Linked DNA regions of Bos taurus: region 1 is linked to region 2. Evidence: chromatin contacts called from public Hi-C data. All regions are on one chromosome and are shown on one strand. Each heading gives the region's core, a stretch centred on a gene start, on an enhancer-like site or on the middle of the called end of the contact. The rest is flanking DNA. Distances are from core to core; before and after follow the strand shown. Region 1 holds the start of NRP1 (neuropilin 1). Region 2 overlaps PARD3 (par-3 family cell polarity regulator).

Region 1 (3,305 bases), core at 380-2,879, 580 kb before region 2:
TGGACCATTAGTCCTAAATAAGGTTAATGAATTAATTTAGCAGACACTGGTACTCCGAGGAGGTGGACATGGCTGGGAAAGGTCTGCTGAGCTAGAGGCATTAACTGGCTTTGGTCACTGTTAAGTATAGCAACATAGGTTTAACCAGTCAAGTCATTGACTGCAGCTTAGGGTCTCAGCATTCCCCAGATTTCTGCTAAGAAAATTGGGAAGTATGTATATCTCTCATGTATGTATACACACACACACATGCACACACACACACACAGACATACATATGGAGTTCACAGCCTAAAGTCTGAAAGCTATTGGCATTGGATTTCAAATCCATCCTATGAACACCCGCCACCGTGGAAGCAGATGTTGGGTTACTGTAATTTCTAAAGTCTAACCACTGGAGCTCTTTCAATTGGAGGTGAGTGTTATTTCATTCTCTGCCAGACTAGAGAAGGATGCCATCGTCTGAGGTTCATTAATAAATTGAACTCTACATTCACAATTGTGTGTGTTTTGCTTCCAAGCATATCTTTTAGAACACTGCTTGGTAGCTGCTCGGGAAATCTATTGCTTCAATCACGAAACCTCTAAAAAGCATATTAGAGAGATTAACGCCCATCATAAAGATGTGATTTAAATTCCTCTCGGTATGAACTCCTCCACTTGTGGTCTCTTATTAAAACAATATACCACCGGTAAGTAGCGGATGGGCTCTCGTTCTAATTACTCTGATTGAAATCTAAGCCAGGCTAAAGTAAATATTTGATAATTAGTTAATAATAATTGCTGAAGACTTACTGTAAAGATAATGTCACCCGCCCCCTTGCTTCCACCTACTTTACAGTGTAAGTCGAACATGCCTACAACCAGATCCCATTTTAAAACACACTATTTACGTTACAGGATACTGCTTCTAACCCAGCACGGTCTTCCATTTACTTAACACTGAGAGGTTTTAAAAGCTAAGTGGAAGCTGCAACTAGGTTAGGGGATTTTCACATATCCTGGTGCCTTACAGCGTGTGTATCAGATTCCTTTATTGACGCGATATAACTTTCATTCATACTCCAGACGGAGCAGGGCTGGTTTGGAAAAGCGGAGGAGGGACTAACACCCACCCGCAAACCGCTATCTCCTGCGGGCACCCACCACAGGAATCAGTTCGGGGGAGCTGTCGGAGAATCAGGAAGTGCTCCCGGTAAAGTGTTCATTAACTTTCAACAGCCATCATATTTTTGAAAGGGAGTCTCCTCTAATTGCCTTGGGGAGGAAACATTATTAAGATAATTGGTGCGCTGATCTGGGAAGGTAGGGCGCTCTGCCTTGTAGCAGAGGTGGGAAATACCCCATGGCCAAACAACCAACTTCAGGAGGGAGTCAGAGGACGTGAAATCTCCCTGCCCTACCTACAACGACTGATCTTACTTCTTGATTTCTGCGTCTGGCTAAAAGTTTCCTTCACCGGGAGGCGGCTCTCCCCGGTAGGTCCCGGCAGCTGGGCGCGGGCAGCCGGGAACCGGGTTCACCCCCGCGGCCGCGCGCCTCCGCCTGTCACTTACCGTTGCGAAAAGCGCCGGCCGCGCCGAGGACCAGGGCTAGCGCGGCGCACAGGAGCTGCAGCCCCTTCTCCATCCTCCCTTCGCCGGGTCTCCGGGGCGAACGCGGGAGAACCGAACGTGCGGGGAAAACAGAGCACCGGGGCGATCTCCACGATCCGGAGCGCTTTCACTCCTCCCGGAGCTGTAAAATCCTCAGACCGTTTTGGAGAAAGAAAAGCGGCGAGGCAATGCCTTGATCCGAGAGAAACGCTCCTCTTTTTGTGTCTCAAGTCGCCTGCATCCTGTCATTTAGCTCCGGTTTCCTCTCTCTTTTCCCACACTTGTTCCTCTTCCAGGAGCCGCTGCCCGGGCCATGTCTCAAAAAAAAAAAAAAAAGGTGGGGGTGTGGGAGGGGGAGGAGGGACGTAGAGACACACCAACGCCAATTTCCAGAAAGAAAGAAAAAAAAAATTCGGCTTGATTCTGGACCCGTTGGGGCCGGGGAGCTGGCGCCCAAGGGAGGTCGGGGTGTCTGCGCGAAGAAGAGGAGCAAGCAATGAAAAGATGAGCGGGAGACGGAGGAGTTTCACCAACTGCACCCCCGCCTCCCCCACCGCCTCCTCCCCTCCCCTTCTGGAGCCCTTCCCTCGCTTCCCCCCGCCCCTCTCCCCGCACAGGCTCGCCGGCGACTGCCTGACAGAGACGGGGAGGAACAAGTTTCTCTCCCTGAACGTTCCCCGTCCGTCTGTCCGTCTCTCCCACAGGCCCTGCTGGGATCTTCCCCGGCAGGGAGGCGCCGAGACTCCGTGCCCAGGGCCGGGTGGCGGATGTGTTTGGGGGGGAACCGGTCGTCGAGGTCGGTGGCAGCGCCAGGGTCGGGCTAGCCCACCTCGGCATGCTCGCTCGGGCCCCCGGGGGAGAGCGGGGCAGTTCCGCTAGGATTTTGGGGGGTCGGCTGCCGGAGACAGGCAGCGCGCCCGGGAGGTGGCGGCTGCTTCTCCCAACTCCGAAACCCCCGGGAGGAGCCCAAGGCGTGACCTAGGGTCGTGACCTGGGGCAGGAGCAGCAGGGCGCCCCTGGACGTTGCGGGTCAGGCCCGAAGGGAAGGAGGAAAGGGGCTGGGGTTGGGGACGCACCCCGGAGCCGGGCGAGGGTCGGAAGTGTCGCTGCCACGTAGAGCCGAGTCAGTAGACTCACGCGGACTATGCTGTGCTGCAGCCCCGCCCGGCCTCCCTGCCCCGTATCGGGGCGCGCTGCTGGGCGCCTGGCGAGCCCGGGTGTGCGCCGCGCGCCGCGGGCTCCATTGTTGCCGAAGATCTGGTGTCCTCTCCTCCCGGCCAGAGGGGACGCCGGAGGGTGGAAGGTGGTGAGCCTTCCAGCTAGGGGGCAGTCGTCGCCCGACCCCGCCCAGCCACCTCATTCGGAGCCCAGGTGCTCGGGGTTTGGAAATGAGGGGTCCAGCGGTCGGGGCTCCTGTGCATCACTGGGGAGCAGGAACAGTGGCGGGGGTGGGGTGTTGCTCTTGGCCGGGCTCTCACGGTGCCCGCTCCGGCTACAGGCCGTTGTCACGCCGGCCCACCCCCGCCTCCCACGGCAGCGCGTCCTCAGTGGGCTCTGGATGCCCCCCAGTTCGGTCCCCGAAGGGTTTTCCGGGAACTGGTGCAGAAAGCCTCTGCAGATAGGAATAGCAAGGACATTTCAGGGAACAAACAGGTTTTGGCTGCGAATCAGGCCCTTGAGAAGGTAAATGCCCAGGGCCCCCTCCGAAGG
Region 2 (3,199 bases), core at 201-2,700:
AAGACAGAAATGAAGAAAGAGATCATGTGTAACCCCAGAGAGAAGGGCATGTTTTCAGATAAAACAGTAACAGCAACTACAGTGACCAAGTAGCATCTATATGGGGAAACATACAGGCAAAGCACAATGGTAATGATTCTAGAGATTCACCAGATAACAAGACGGCAGCTCTGTTTTAAGAGAGCAAATTATAAATAACCCTGGCCTTGTTTGTGATGAAACTGGTGACAAGAAATGACCTTTTAAGGAAAAAAAATAGCCAAGGTTGCCACGGCCATAATAATGACAGGGGTTGTAAGACAGAAGTAAATACATGATTATCTCTTACACAATATGCTGGAAAACCACAGATACGTGACTCTCTTCACGGCTTATGTTTAAAAACCACCAGTCAAGGCTATGCAGGTTGCTTTTGTAAATGAGCTGCAAAGTACTAGTGTTTATCATGATTACGAAGAGATTTTACTATTTATATTATATTTAAAAATTACATAAAACTTTGAAAGTTCCACAATTTTGGTATTACTCACTAGTGTAGAACAAAATGTGAAAATCTCTTCTGTGTACTATTTCAGTAAATCAAGAAATGCTTCAGCATTAAGTAAAATCATCCTTATTTTTCCAAATTAAAAAAGACAATACATAAAAATAAAAATACAAAGCCCAAACTGTTAATATACTAAAGAAAAAACAAATATACACCCTACAAGTTTCAGAACTGATTAGAACTAGGTGATATTATAAGACTTTTAGAGCTTCATGTAAAAATGTGCCTCATGAATAAAATTCATTAGTTCTATTAACATTTACATAAAGCATTTAATAATTTTAAATACACTAATTTTTCTTCTTATAGATAAGAAAAAGCATGTAAGAATATGTGTGTGTTCTTTTGTATGTATTCACACATATATGTAATAGTCTTATAAGTGATTATTTGGGGTGGGTTTTCTACTTAAACTATGAATAACAAAATTTTCAGCTCTGTAATGACCTAGAGGGATAGATGTGGGGAGGTGGGAGGGAATATGTGTATACATATAGCTGATTCATGTTATTGTACAGCAGATACTAACACAACATTGTAAAGCAATTATACTTCAATTAAAATTTTTTTTTCAAATTTTCACATATGTCCAGGGCATGTAGAGAAAGCAAAAATAAAATACAAAAAGTCTGTGTGCTTTAGATGAAAACCTGTGATGAAGATGCTGACAATGAAGATGACAATAATAACACAAAGAACAATGATATCCCTTGAGATTTAAAGTTCTCATTTTAGTGATTCAAATATACTGTGAACCTAGTATGAATTCCATGTTCTGATAACAAAAGGTCACTGAATCATGTTAAGGGTGTACGTTTTTGACTCTGTTTAAAAGTGGCCATTGCTAACACTGGTAAATGATTTTCTATTGTGGACTTAATTGCCAACTTCTAATCCAAACAAAGTTAACTTCTGTCTCTGGATCCTGTCCTCCCAGCCCTCCTCCCCTCTACCCATCACACACTGTACTGACACAGCTATCGATTGAACTCTGTGGGCTCTGAATGTTGAAAAGCTTAATTGCTACTAATGATGTGAGTAATGGTTGAAAAATGGCAGTGCATACCAATTTCCCTCATCAAGATTTTATAAATATGTGTTTTGGTCTTAACACACTATTTGTCTTCTTCTCATCTTTCCCAACCAGGGCTAGGATCTGGTTTCCTGTCGGAATCAGCAGATAGGTTGAAAATAAAGGAGCAGCCCTCCAGCGTCGCTGATGAGAGGCAGGCAGCCTCATGCACTTCACCACCAGAGGGCTCCTTGGGTATAACAGCCCTCAGGTCATGGGACTCCAAGAAACAGGGCTGCTCTACAGCAGCACAGGGACACCCTTACACGACTCCAGGGCACCCCTTTGCTGCTAGAATGGCTCCCTCCAGGTGGATTTCCAAGGGAGGTGATGGCCACCCAATGTGAACTGGAGTCAAACTCCACACAGTAAGGCTATCAACTAAGAAGGCATTTCCTGAGTCCAGGCGTGGAGGCCTGCTAGGAGGGGATCACAGCAGATGCCTTTAAGTCTTAAGAAAGAGGAAGACAAAAAGAGAACCATCATTTCCTCAAACTCCCCTGGTCCAGGGAAGGCAGTCTAGGGGTGTAGGATGGCTGTGCAGTCTGACCAACCCTCTAATTAAAGCAGGTGAGACACTAAGTGGTAAGAGGAGCCAATAAAAGCCCACGGTAGGGGCGGCCCTGATGGTCCAGTGACTAAGACTCTGTGCACCCAATACACAGGTCCTGGATTCAATCTCCGGTCAGGGAACTAGACCCCACATGCCTTAACTAAAGACCCTGCATGCTGCAACAAAGATCGAAGATCCCAAGTGCTGCAACTAAGACCCGGCATGGCCAAGTAAATAAATAAACATGTAAAATAAAAAATTTCGTTCTTTAAAAACAAAAGTCCAAAGTGGGAAAATGGAGAAAGGAGCAGGTTTGGTTTTGTTTAAGGACAGACAGCTAGGAAGCAAGCTTGGGGGAGAAGAGGATTTTCACATTATGGAGGATCAATTTTCTATCTGAAGGACTAAACTACTTTCAGTCCCTACCCACCCAGGATGGAAGGGATTTAGCAATAGAGCTATTAAAGGCTCCATTATCCCATCCATCAGCCGTCTCAGTCAGTGAGTCTGCTGCGGGCAACAGTCAGGTATCTGCAAAGTTTTAACAGCATACTGTACTTAGGTCTGCAGTCTGCAATTCAATTCTTTTAAAAGCAACACACTAAGTCCTGTCCATATCTGAGCTCTGGGATAATAACCCTAACCTCAGCTATTGTGCCATTCTCTTAACAAAGATTTAAAGCAACTTGCTGCTTTATTTATGCTGCACCTGGCACTTGGTGGGGAAGAAGTTGCTTTTCCTGCTTCTTCTTCTTTTACTCAACTTGGGAGATAACTCACTTCAATTATGGAGCTAAGGAAATTTTCTAGGCCTCTGCTCATCTAAAGACCTTTTGTGCCAAAAATCAGCTTCCTCCAGCCCAAATGTTATTTTGAACAAAAGCCCGGGAACAGGTGCATTCTGTGTTGCCAGAGTCAAGAGAACATTCTGAAAAATGGAAGAGTTAAAAAGGACCACTTGGGGGAATTTTCTGTAGCAACTCTCTCTGTGTGTGAAGTCATTGGCTTGGGTATTTTTCTGTATGAT

The links. Hi-C and Micro-C count contacts between places; a contact is called where the count stands out from the background.
Region 1: a contact with region 2 is called in a Hi-C map of liver, with 1.6 times the contacts expected there. The contact joins the promoter of NRP1 here to the enhancer-like site in region 2.

The regions. Positions count from the first base shown.
Region 1 is chr13:19,633,648-19,636,952 of ARS-UCD2.0, reverse strand. NRP1 (neuropilin 1) reads right to left here and starts at 1,629. Exons shown (of 17, transcript NM_001205660.2): 1 at 1,557-1,629. The coding sequence starts at 1,629.
Region 2 is chr13:19,050,047-19,053,245 of ARS-UCD2.0, reverse strand. The region is part of intron 23 of PARD3 (par-3 family cell polarity regulator); the gene reads right to left. Among named protein-coding and RNA genes, the nearest start is that of MIR2285AW, 200 kb to the right of the region's middle. Within about 2 kb of position 1,450, at least 9 of the 102 cell types and tissues checked have an H3K27ac peak or open chromatin away from gene starts, as enhancers often do. A contact at or near this core is called in liver, where this site is marked.